Regions from separate parts of the Hordeum vulgare genome. Here region 1 is linked to region 2. A link is a contact called in public Hi-C data. All regions are on one chromosome and are shown on one strand. Each heading gives the region's core, a stretch centred on a gene start, on an enhancer-like site or on the middle of the called end of the contact. The rest is flanking DNA. Distances are from core to core; before and after follow the strand shown.

Region 1 (6,659 bases), core at 3,707-6,206, 280 kb before region 2:
GGAAATTGCCTCCATACTGCTACTATCATATTTGTTGCAACTTACTAAAATACCATCTATTTGACCCACTTTAATTGGTCATCTGTCGGAATGTTACCCCAAAACAGAGTACTCCCTCGTTTCCATAATATAGTGCGCATTGGTGTCAAGCTTCATAGACTCTGACCAAGTTTATAGAGAAAATTATCGTAGAACATACTTTCATATGGTATATATTTGGTACTGAAAGTGTTTGGATATTTTCTACAAACTTGGTCAGAGTTGATAAAGTTTGACTCAAAAAAATCTAATATGCATTATATTTTGGAACAGAAAATTGATAAAATTTACCTGAGACAGGCCTTATTTTCCAACGGAGCAAATATCCTGGTCCCAGAATGCATATTCCTCTATCTCCAATTCTTCATAACGAGCAATTCAAATCGTGCAATAGCATGTCTGCACAACATAAGAACATGGCTTCCTAAGTGGCCACAGGACCCATCCTAAAGTGTGACGACTAGCAAAATCATGGCGACAAGAGCAGGAACACCAGGAATAATTGTGGAGCGGTACAATTAAAATTCTTAGCTCACATACAACACTTCTCCTGTTTCATACCTTGAAGAAGCTGGGAAATACCAAACCATGACTTCAAATGGTCATAAAGGGCTTACAAAGAAGTACCAGTATAATGACATAAAAGGAAAAACAATACCACTGTTACCTAACCGCGCCATCCTCCTCCCTCCATGCTCAGCTAGTTCACAAAGCTGCTCCGGTTTTATCAAACAAGGGATGCCCAAAATGGAGTAATAGTCAAGTAAAACATTTCATCTGGTGGACTTTAATGCAAGAAACACCAAGTATTATCAAACTATCTGTTGATTTTTCTTTCGCAAAAACATGTCTTGTTGCTTTCACCATAAGCCAGAAGCTACACCAATATGAGTTACAATTTAAGTTCACTTCATATAATAAGTAACTACCCCCTCCATTTCATTTTATAAGGCATATTATGGTATTGCACAAGGATAATAAAGCCCATTAATACGAGCGAGAATATTCACCATGTTAACCAGAAATGACGATGAGAGATAGTGTAAAAAATGGGGTAAAAGATAGAAAAAATATTAATTACATATAGAAACCTACTCCCTCTGTCCCATAATATAAGAGCGTTTTTTACACCAGTGTGGTGTAAAAAAACGCTCTTATATTTTGGGACAGAGGGAGTATATTTTAAAAGAAGATTGCAAAAAAATACAGGCCATACAGAAATGAAGTGAGTAGTAACTGTTATTTTCATTATTTTGAACGTTGATAAGTGAGTACTAAGTGTGCTTTTCATGATTTTCGAGAAATAGAGAAAGCGCTGAAAATTCAACCTAGTGTGCTCCCATATGGGCAGTACTCCTACATCTTAACCTCGATTCTGAATTCTTGAAATCCATTTACCATCAATGTGCTTATTATTATTCTTATTATCACAAAGAAACCAAAAAAATGCCACCACGATGATCCAGTTTGTAAACTGTCAATTGTATCTGGCTGAGGTTAGCATAAGCAAAGCCTTCTAAAGTATAACACCAACGGTAAATAATTGGTATGGAAGACTAAATCAGTTTACTAACATAGATACATCTTGCCATGATAGACATGGAAAGGTTCAAAACCCAAAGAATGATAGATGCACATTATATATTGAATAGAATTTACTAAGTAAATGAACGATACAACAATAGCAATAAATCGTGAAGCAGAAGAGAACGGTAGAATTAAGAATATAGCAATGAACCAAGAGAAGAGTCCTAACAGTAGTAAGAAAATAGCCGATAACATATCAACAATCTACATTTTCATTAGTAAAGTAACAAGAATCATTATTAAGGTGTATGAATGACACCTCTAAATTAGTACTGCCTGAAGATCATTATTACCTTGTAGCACTGCCCTAACCGTTGTTTCAGACTGACAATAAATGTGTTTAGTTCATAGAAGTATCTTACTAGAGAAGACTTAATTCTAAGGCAACATAAATTGTATGTGAGCATAAAAAATAGAAGTATCTAGATTTTTGCGCAAGAATCCAATTAATGATACTTACTTCCTTCAACAGTACGATCAGTCGGATTTTGTACTAAGGTCAGTTTTGCAATCTGTAGCTTCATGAATTTCATAAGATATGTTTGTTCAAATTAATTTTCTCTAAGCATATGCAAATGGCAAACTCTGTTACTTCTAGTTTGCGGCCTAAACATGCCCTTTTCCCACATCTTCTGCAAGTTATTCCAACTGAAACACATATAACATGTTCAATATATTCCAAGAAGCATGCCTCTACATGGTGCCAAATCTAGATTTTGGACATTGCAATGTGCAAAGAAATGAGTACACTGGAAAAACAATACATGTACATTATTTCTTGTTACACATAATCTGACTGAACCAAAGGATCCTCCTGTGGACTCCTGCGGTATTACAGCACCATACCAACCAGGGAACATGCACCAATCCAATACATGTAACCAGCAGTTCAGCAGTATACTGCCCATTGTAACAAAGATATACCTGTAACCAAATTCTGTCATAGGAACTATAACCTTCTTCTGGAATGGTTGGCAGACCCTAGTGACCCTTCGAAAAGATCAGACAGTTGATTTTCCAAGTCCTCTGGGGTGTACTTTATGTATTTACCAGAATTTCTTCCATTATCCACTAGACTACCATATCTACCCAGAAAAGCACGATATGCTGGAATCACATTTTCCGATATAGATATCTTGAGCTCTTCGCGGAGTTGAGGATCCGGTACCTTCCAAAGCGTTTGACTCCTGTAAATCTCATCAAAGGCAAAGTTGAAGTTCTTAAATTTCTCTTTGACCCTCGAGCTTGAATTCCCAAGGCTTCCACTCCCGCTGCTATGACCATCATCCTTGAGATAGGACAAAACCTTTGTCCACGATATCCTAAGGTAGCTCTTGGAATTTTGCCGAATCTTTCCACGGCGCCTCCGTGTCCAATGATCACCTAAAATCCTCCCAAGCTCGGAATCTTTCACCTTTTGGACAATATAAAGTGTATTATTCATGGAAAATATACACTGGAGTGCAACGTCCTCGTACAGTTTAGATTTTTCCTCCAAATTGGCCTCCAAGTAAGACATCAGCTTCACCAAACGATGTCCAAGTGGCGTCAAGCTCTGCAGATACTCTTCGTCATCATCAGCACCTCCATTTGAAGCATTATGATCAACATCTCTGGCAGCATCCTCATCCAAGAGTTTGTCAAGCGTATCACTGTAAACGACCAACAACCGAAGGTAGTTCATCACATAACGTGTGATTGGGTGGATCTCACCAGCCATCATAGGCCTCCTTGACGACTCCTGCTGTAGAACTTTCCCAAACTCAAGAAGGTTACCCTTGACTGCATCCCCAAGCCTGCCAAGGACCCCCTCCAAATCACAGATCACATCATCCCCAGGAGTCCCATAGTACAGTTCCTTGAGCTCAGGAATCACCTCAGCAAGTGCCTCATACATATCAAGAATCCGGGACACCTTCTCAGGAGAACGAGGGCACACAGCCACAGCATCCCCAAAGTTAAGAATCTGCATTATGCAAACCTTGGTGGATTCAACAAAGCACTCGTCCCGCAGCTCATCGGACACTGCAAGCACCTGATCGCAGAGCCGGCGCTCGCCTGTCAGAAGGGAACGGACAACAGTCTTGACGCCATGCACCCATTTCTTCATCTTGTCATTCAGCTGCTTCCACTCCACACGCTGAACCTCGTCGATGCTGAGCCGCTCGACGCCCAGAACTGTGAGGCATTCATCAAGCAGGTCCCGTCGGATGCCGCAGTAAACCTGCACGAGCTCACTTGCATAGCCAGCGCGCCCCATCCGCTCAGCAATGGCGCGCAGCTCATCAACAGCGTCAGGCCGCACCAGGTCGAACAGCTGGTCGTCGAAGGGGTTCCCCACGAGACTGGCGCTGCGGGCGGTATCTGGCGCGCCCTCCTGGCTGTGCGGGGTGGCGGGATCGAACTCGGAGGAGGTGTCGAGGTCGTCCATGGACTCGAGCGAGAGGCGGCGGAGCGAGCAGTAGAGGCCGCTGGCGTCGAGCGGCACGGCGTGGCGGAGCATGAGGTGGCGGAGCTCGTCCTCGAGGCGCGCCATGGCGAGCTGCACGGCGACGCCCGCGCGGCCCGAGGCGGCGGCGGGCCCCCCGGCGGCGAGGTGGTCGACGGCGACGTCGACCGCCGCGAGATAGTGCGCGGCGTCGTCCTCGGGGGCCTCGAAGACGAGCGCCTCCGGGGTGGTGTCCCACAGGTGGATGAGCTGCGCGGCGTCGTCGAAATCCGACAGGGAGGGGGCCTCCGAGGGGTCGGAGTGGGAGTGGGAGTTGGAGGGCGAGGGCGAGGGCGAGGGGAAGTGGTCGGAGGTGATGGTGGAGAAGCGGTAGTCGAAGCCCGAGAGGATGCGGATCATGTCGTCGGCGGCGTTCTTGGAGGTGGCGAGCGACTTGACGATGTGGTGCGCCGCGGCGAGGACCCTGTCGTTGCCAGCGACGGCGACGGCACCGACGCCCGCCAAGGGCACGGCCTCCTCCTCCTCCTCCTCCGGCGGCGGCGGGGGCGCCGACATCGCCGACATCGCCGGCGGCCCGCTAGGGTTTGATCCGGCCCGGCGGCGGCCTGCTGACACGATACTCGGGAGGCTGATACAGTTACGTCACGGCTAGGAGGCTGATGGCCGCGGTAAACAGAGCGCTCCTACTCCTGCCAGTGGAAGTACTAGTAAAGGGGATACAGATATCTGTGCCGGTGCCAGCGAAGGGGCGGACGGATAGAGGAGAGGGAGAGGAGACGCGGGAGGAGGGAAGCAAATGGCACCACTTTGCCGGCCCGTTTGCCGTTTGGTGGCGACGCTGGCTGGCTGGCGATTCACGGTGCGCAGCTCATCTTTGTACTTTGTAGCATCTCCCACCTCTGAATCTAAAAGTCCAACTTGACGACCCCATCCCCACCTCTTTCTCTTCCTCGCATCGCACCACTCACGTGTTTCATCTTTCGCTCTTACTATTGCCACAAGTAGCATCTGAGCTTGATCATGACATGTTTTTCTTCTCTCCTCTCCTAACAAGAAACCGCGCAATTCACCACCATTACACATCGGTTTGGCTTGGCCTCGCATCTGTCGAAATCTAACCCCCGTTGGAACTGCAATGCACTGCACGATTATGTAGGAGTATATCTTCTTAGTGGTCGCTGTCATCTTTTGTTGCGTACATAGATCTCGACGGCTCTCCTCCTCGTATTAGATCCCCGTCGTCATCACCATTTCCATGCTCTCAAGGGAACTGCAGAGTCTCTACAAAAATATCCATCGAAAACTTTGATCACACACGTACGGCTTCCTGAAATCTTCTTGTAAAAAGCTTAGGATAAGTCTTGGGAAACATGACATTCGCGTCACTCAGGGTAAAATGGCATCGCTTAGCATGGATGTTCAAAAACGTCTCTCCAAACATTGTGGAACTATCGTATGCATATGTACGACTCACTGTCACTATGAATGCTTGAAGCAAGCAGGTTTATCCGTGTGTGTGTGTGTGTGTGTAACGATCGTGTCATGGGTTGCCTGTCCTACCATGATTACCCCTCGGGCTTTCGGCGGGACGCTTCACGCACTGCAAACCAAAAGGCTACGCTCGTGTCATTGGATAAGAATACGGCATCACTCAATTATTCGATGAGCTGGCGTCACACCTCTGCTACACGCTCAAGCATTTCTTCTAGCTACAGAGACTGGTTTTCGTTAGTGGATTTCGTTTCAGATCTTGCACTTGCCAACAGTACATAGTACTTCCTCTGTAAACTAATATAAAAGCATTTAGATCACTATCACTACTTTCGTAATATAATATAAAAGCGTTTTTGATATACTAGTGTTTTGACACTACAACAGTGTTAAAAAAACTAATATATTATGAGACAGAGGGAGTAGTATAGTAAAAGGAACGTCGAGAAATCTCATCTATGCCCGGGATGACACTATGTAATGTCATCTGTATAATGTTAACAACTGATTATTCGCAACAACAACAAAATGCACGCATCCGTGGTGACAAGCCGACAGTTTCTCAAACTATGCTACTGACAGTAGTATCTCATGTATAATAACAAGTCATTGATACATTTCACCTTTTGTGTAACAGCTCGGAACAGACGTTTCAGAAGATTTCATCTTTATTTCGTTGTCGACGTATGATTTATTTATTTATAGCATTCATCATGTCATTATGTCATCATGTCATTAAACTTTTGCAACTCAAATAAATTTATGGTATTGATCTTTGATCCATTTAAATCGAGGGAAATTCATATGATGATTTCTCTTTATAACTTATAAAATATCCTCCCAATATTTTAGGAAGAAAAAATATATATTCCATTGACTTGGAATTATCCGCAACACACTTGCAAAAAAATTATATGCCTTTTCTAACTCAAATCTTGGCCTCAAACCTTGCGCATAAGTTGTTTCATCCCTTTCTAAGCTCCACCAAATTTTTCAACATTTTTCGACCTTCCGATCACCTGATCCTTATTCAAACCCATTTGAATTAAATTTAAATGTGTTTGAATCTAACCATGCATCGATGCCCACTTCT
Region 2 (7,052 bases), core at 2,183-4,682:
GATAGAAGTTGCGTCCAATGCCAGATCAGAAAAGCTTAATTTTAGATGAGCAGACATGATTGATGGTAATCTAAACAATAGTATTTTTATAGTAACTCGTAGTCACGATCACAAGAGCAAACTTTATGGACAGTTGCTCCAATTCATAAATTGGCTCTACTTGTTGTGCTAACATATGACTTATATTTGTCGTATTTATCATATATTTGGTGACAGATAAGTTTCTATAGATTTCTGGTAGCTAATACAATATCCATTTAACATAAATTTTAACTTGTTTTCTTAAATAAATTTCAGGTGTTCTCTCTATGGGATGAAAGTGACACGAAGTATGGTGGACTGAGTTTATCATCTGAAGATGTAGGTCAGACACTTGCAATTACAGGTACCTTTCTGTATGTGCTTTTGCCAGTGTTGTTTTATTTTTTTAATGGGAACGGGGGGAGGGGGCACAAAATGATTAGAAACTACCAGGTTTTACGTAGAAGAAAGATTACCACCGCCAACTGGTTGTTTTTACTTCCAAAATGTGCTAAGATGGGCCACCATCATAAACCAGTACAGAAAATAGTCTAAAACTTCGAAAATTGTCTTTATTTCTGACCGAAGTTATGCCTGCGCAGATAATTCAATTAGACAAGCCATCGGTCATCTGATTAATTAAGACCAATTTGTTTCAGCCAGTCCGACTCTATTAAAGTAATCTCTTCCATCCATGTCCTGACATCCTTTGTAGGCATGTTCATGGTGGTTTCAAGAAAACCACCAAGTGGTGTATTTCACACTAAAAATGAACCCTCATTTGTACCTTATGTTTTTGCTCGTATAACTCATGGATCAACAAAATTTGGAAAACCCAAGTTTGAATACCCCTAATCCTGTGTGTCCAAATATTCCAACAGCTCAAAGTAGGTGCCAGATTTTGTATGCACGCATGCAGTATTCTAGACCTTTGATGTTGGTTCCCTTTGTGAAGCACATATCGTATGTTGATTAACTTAAGCTGGTTGGGATTTGTAGACTAAAAAACAATTGTTAGCCATAGCCAACATACCCGAGAAGCTGAATAAACTCTGCCAATTATGTCCTTAACCCACTTTCATTGTTTGCAGTCTTTAGTAACTCCGTCCCATAATGCAAGACGTTTTTGCAAGCCAAACAACGTCTTACATCATGGGAGGGAGGGAGTACTTATTCTCTTTGCCTACCCCTACATGACGTACCTGTCAGGACCTGGATTATCGATCGTACTGAATATTGCATCAGTAATAAAAAATAATCTTGGTGTGAGTATTTTTTTATCCCATTTTAGAATCCTTGTTACCTAAAGTTTGAATATTGATCTAGTACGTAAATCATGGATGACAACTATGCTACTTTTTAAAATCAGCATTAGTGTTTTGCCACCACTTAGGAGTTATAGTTTCCTCTTTTTTGGATAAACTGGATCTTTGATACTACCTGCCTATTGCACTAAAGTTTTAAAAAAAAAGTTAATTATATGTGTTCTCCATGACTATTTTATCAGGTTACCATCATCACAGGCACTTTCATCCTTCAAAACAATGTCGTGGTATGTAACCCATAAGCCCATCTCAATGCCAATGCGTTTCATAGTAGATCTCAACTGAGTGATGAGCATGTAATGTACTAACAGCCCCAGAACCAAAGAGGAGCAACAAATGGATTAGCCATGACTGGAATGTCCTTTTTCAAGGCAGTTGCCCCTCAGGCGCCGGCATTGTGTAAGCATATACTCTGTTCCTCATGACTTCTGAAATTATATTTCATGAGTTACATGTAAAAATAACTTTAATAGCTCGGTTGAGATCTCAGTTGTGTACTGTGTGGCGGGGCACGATGCCAGGGCTCTCTCTAGGGTAGCATGCATTTGTCTTGCTATCCTAGACCTTGTAATTATCACTCTATTCTCTTAATGAAAACGACAGACAACTATTTGTTGCTTGTTCTTGAAAAAAAAGCTCACACTGCTACTTTGGCAACTACCATATCTAAATGAAATGTTCTTGAAGCTCAGTTGTTCACACGGTTCTTTATTACGATCGGAGCGCTGCTTGCTCTGGCGACGAGGATGATGGAGAATTAGAAATGGTGCTGCGCAACATCGGGTTTGGATCAGTCCGTCAGCGCTCGTCTTAGCACCACACACGCAATTGGGGATGGTGAAGATATGAGCCCTGATGCATTGGGATGTTATCTTCATTACTCTCGGCCACTTATGATGCAGGGGCAAAGGCTGGAGCCCTTCCAAAGTTGAATCTGGGATCGATGTTTGTGTAGCAGTGCTAGAAGAAGTGGCCCAGGACACAGCAACGACGACACCCGTACCCAGCCATCGGCACCCTCCTGTTGTGCGGTGCTCCGCGGCGATTGGAGGAGCGACACTACCCCTCCCACTTGAGCTTCGTGGCATTGATCAGGGCGCTGATAGCTTTGGCCTCGTTGTCCTGAGTCGCCGCTGACTCGTCCAACCTCGATGTCGAATTCGACGAAGAAGCACAACCGCCTTGCCGCGCTTTTGATGATGGAGGGACGGTGACGCCAAGATGATGTCACAGAAACGACGGTAGTAGCAGCCCTTTTGGTGAGTGACCTCAGAAACACAACATCACCATTATTTCGTCGAACACGTTGTGAGCACTGAGACTTTCACCGATCCAAGGTACGGTAGAAGCTAACGATACTACCTTCAGGGAAAGCTAATGCAGGCATGACTTGTAAGGCATAGAGCAGACTTGCCACTTGCATGTTGGTCTCTTGCTTGTGCGTCTCCTTCGTGTTCATCTTTCGTTGCTGCTTGGCTGGAATCGTCACCGTCGGAGTCCTCCTGGCGATGCAATGGCACGGGGGAGAAAGCGGGATCCAGAGAAGGCAACGGTCGCCCTACTATTTTCTTCCCTCCACCAGTCACCACTGCCATAAGACCACCACCAGTGCCGTTCCTTCCCTACGCCATCCTCCTCTTCATCTGGCATGGGTTGGATCCACTCGAGGATGACGACCTGAATGAGAAACAAAGCAAGAAGGAGCGGGCCTAGATCAGGAGCGGGCATGCGTCCACCCCAAGACGGCGACCTGAGGAGAGGAGTAGAGGAACAGAGGAAGAAGGAGGCGTGTGCTGGAGGGGAGGTGGCGGCGGCTGCCATGGAAGGGGGTGAGAGAGCTTGGGATGGAGAAGAAAAAAAGAAAAGAGACGAATCGTTTTTCACTTATTTACTGGACTGCGGGTTAATTACCTGAAACGACAGGGACCTTTTCGCAAAAATGCCGCGACGGACGACAAAAACCCTATTTGCTTTATTATATTATATATATATATATGTATATATATATATATATATATATATGTATATATATATATATTTGCCTTTAACCAGCGGCTGTAGCGCTAAATAGGTATTTCCCAGAGGATAGGCTTGGGAATGCCCTCCGTGTGTGCACGGCGCCGCACGGCTAGCTTCTACCGTCGTGTGCATTCCGCTATCCAGTTTCGCTCCACCGAAATGCCGCTCCTTCCACCCCCCTCCACGGCGACGCTGCCCCACCTCCGCCTCCCGCTCCCACTTCCCCACAGCCTCCGACTCCTTCACCGCGCCTCCCGCCACCCGCGCATCCTCCCCGCGGCGGCGGCCGCTTCCCTCCCCCCGCCGCCCCCCGATGCGCTCCTCCCGAACCAGGCCACGGGCCTCGTCGCGGCTTCCCAGGCCAATTTCATGCGCGTCATCGTCAGCTCCACCGCCCCGGGGCTAGAGCAACACCAAGGGACAGACCTTCTCTGCGTCGTCCGCGCGCTGCTCAAGAAGATCCGCCGCCGCGTGCTCGTCGGGGACAGGGTGCTCGTCGGGGCCGTCGACTGGACCGACCGCCGCGGGATGATCGAGGACGTCTTTGAGCGCCGGAGCGAGATGGCCGATCCGCCGGTCGCCAACGTCGACCGTCTTGTTGTGCTCTTCTCGCTGGACCAGCCGGAGCCTGAGCCGGCCACGCTCACCAGGTTCCTCGTCGAGGCCGAGTCCACAGGGATACCCTTCGTGCTTGCCTTCAACAAGGTCGAGCTCGTGGACGACCAGGTATACTGTCGTAGCCAGAATTGGGTCATTAGGTTACCGACGACACATTTTTTTTATTTCAATCCTACCATAACATAATCACTTTCATCTAGAATGGTAAAGAGTAGTAGAAATTCTGTTGGTAAGGAAGTCGTTTATACTACGGGGTAATTGGACTTTAGAGTATCTAATAGTGAAGCAGCATAACACAAGTAATGATTATTGTGGGGGAGTTTGATGCATAGTTAAGTTTCACATAGTGGCCGCTTAATTGAATCGATCAATGGCTCATTTGACGCAAACTCACCTTTACAGAGACAACCTTCATTGCAATTTGGTGCATACTTGCACTTTATAAAATGAAGTTGACAATCATGACAAAAAATCAGTTTGGTTTCATGCCTGGTAGGTCGACCATGGAAGACATTTTCTTGGTATGACAACTTAAGGAGAGATACAGGGAGCAAAAGAAGGACCTGCATATGGTGTTCATTGACTTGGAGAAGGACTATGATACCGCAGGATGTCATGTGGCGGGTCTTGGAGAAACACAAAGTCCCATCAAAGTACATACCCTCATCAAGGACATGTACAATAATGTTGTGACAAGTGTTCAAACAAGTGATGGCGACATTGATGACTTTCTGATTAAAATAGGACTGCACCAGGGGTCAACTTTGAGCCCTTATCTTTTTGCCTTGGTGATGGATGAGGTCACAAGGGATATACAAGGAGATATCCCATGGTATATGCTCTTTGCGGATCATGTGGTGCTAGTCGATGATAGTTGGCCGGGTTCAATAGGAAGTTAGAGCCATGGAGACAAACCTTGGAATCTAAAGGTGTTAGACTTAGTAGAACTAAAGCTGAGTACATGAGGTGCGGTGGTTTCAGTACTACTAGGCACGGGAAGGAGGAGGTTAGCCTTGATAGGCAGGTGGTGCCTCAGAAGGATACTTTTCGATATTTGGGGTCAATGTCGCAGAAGGATGGGGATATCGATGAAGATGTGAACCATCGAATCAAAGCCAGATGGATGAAATGGCGCCAAGCTTCTGGCATTCTCTGTGATAAGAGAGTGCCACAAAAGCTAAGAGACAAGTTCTATAGGGCGGCGGTTCGACCCGCAATGTTGTATGGCGCTGAGTGTTGGTCGATTAAAAGGCAACATGTGCAGCAGTTAGGTGTGGCGGAGATGCACATGTTGAGATGGATGTGTGGCCACACAAGGTAGGACCGATTCCGGAATGATGAAATACAAGATAGAGTTGGGGTAGCACCAATTGAAGAGAAGCTTGTCCAACACCGTCTAAGATGGTTTGGGCATATTTAGCGCAGGCCTCCAGAAGCTCCAGTGCATAGCGGACGACTAAAGCGTGCTGATAGTTTTAAAAGAGGCCGGGGTAGACCGAACTTGACATGGGAGGAGTCCAGAGAGATCTGAAGGGCTGGAGTATCACCAAAGAACTAGCCATGGACAGGGTTGTGTGGAAGTTTGAGTTAGTCGCGAGATCTTATGGGTTTCACCTCTAGCCTACCGAACTTGTTTGGGACTAAAGGCTTTGTTGTTGTTGTTGTTGTCTAGCAGAGGAGTACAACAAGACTGTCAATCCCTTCCTTTTTTTCCTTTTGAAACTGAATCAAGGTTTTTGAGTCGCGACTCATGCGAGCACTCAGGGGTAGCGACTCGGAAAGAGTCGAGATTGTAGTTGCAACTAGTCACGACTCGCTTTTCGAGTCGACCTCCTTCTTGCAACTCATCGACTAGTCGATGACTAGTCGCGACTAGTCGAGCGATTCGAAATCCATGAACTGAATCCCTTCCTCTTGGCCTTAGGGAGTTTGTTTCTGGAGTTGGACCACCAAACGTCCAGGCACGCTTAAATGTGTGGCTGCAAACAAACTAGCAGACGGAAGGCACGGCAGCACACCGCACCTGAGTATGAGCCCGTTGCTGGCTAAATTTGTTGGTTGCTCGTGTTTACTTTCTCTTGCAGTTTTACTAAGTAGCGTGAGAAGATTACAGACTGCCGAAAAAAGTACAAATTGTCGATTTGATTATAGAATCTGGTGGCATACATAGAAAGATGAGCAGAGGAGTATAATGAAACAAACGTTGGAGTAAAAGGTTATACACTTCATATAGTGAAAATAACCAAGCATCTTGTTTGAGTACATGAATCTAGCTTGATAGTTGTCACTGTATATTATCATCAGTATTGCTTCCTTCCACTTCTCCACTCCGCTCATGGTCTCAAACGCCTGAAAGTATCATAGATGCCATAAGTTGAATGCTATCTATCGTTCATTCCCTTTCATAATGCACCTTAAACAACACAGTGAACATGTAAATTCCACCATACTTAGCATACTGAAGACACATTTGATTTATTCTGCAGAAGCAAATAGAATTACTCAGTATAGAAAGTAAGGAGAGGTGAAGGCTTTGAATATACACAACATAATACAAAAAACAATTCACTAACCTAAACTAAAACTGATATGCCAAGTATTTCTCATATTTGCAACATTCACTTGATATGGAAATTAGGTAACACGACAACAATCAGTAGGACATTATCTGCTCCCTTAGACCATGCATAGTAAAGCTACCGGGCATCGATTGATGAACTCTTTGTACAGAAAAGGACACTATGGTCAGAACATCAGGTCATGAACCTTCCTTTCATTTGAATTTCTACATTCAAAATATGAGATCATGAGTCTTACATGAATTTGAACTATAACATATGGCCAAGTATACATTACCTTTCCATGGCATATGATGTGAGGGGTCATTACCAGCATGGGGTCCAAAGCTCAAAGAATGTCTCCAAATTTGAAGTCAACAATTGTTGTATAGAAGAGTCTTTACCAATATCACTTATCAAAACTTGGCAATTTGATTGTACAACATCAGAACTAATTGGTGTAGCTAGCAATACAAAAGCAGAATTAATCTGTTTCTCCATGATTGTTATT

Evidence for each region. A called contact is a pair of places that touch in the nucleus more often than the background predicts.
Region 1: a contact with region 2 is called in a Hi-C map of seedling, with 6 times the contacts expected there. The contact joins the promoter of LOC123426519 here to the promoter of LOC123426517 in region 2. A contact is called at or near these places in 4 of 6 Hi-C or Micro-C datasets (leaf and seedling).

The regions. Positions count from the first base shown.
Region 1 is chr2H:428,050,195-428,056,853 of MorexV3_pseudomolecules_assembly, reverse strand. It overlaps LOC123426519 (exocyst complex component EXO70B1-like), which reads right to left and starts at 4,956. Exons shown (of 1, transcript XM_045110359.1): 1 at 2,269-4,956. The coding sequence starts at 4,639. The coding sequence ends at 2,576.
Region 2 is chr2H:427,767,070-427,774,121 of MorexV3_pseudomolecules_assembly, reverse strand. LOC123426517 (small ribosomal subunit biogenesis GTPase RsgA 1, mitochondrial-like) reads left to right here and starts at 3,432. Exons shown (of 6, transcript XR_006622241.1): 1 at 3,432-4,091.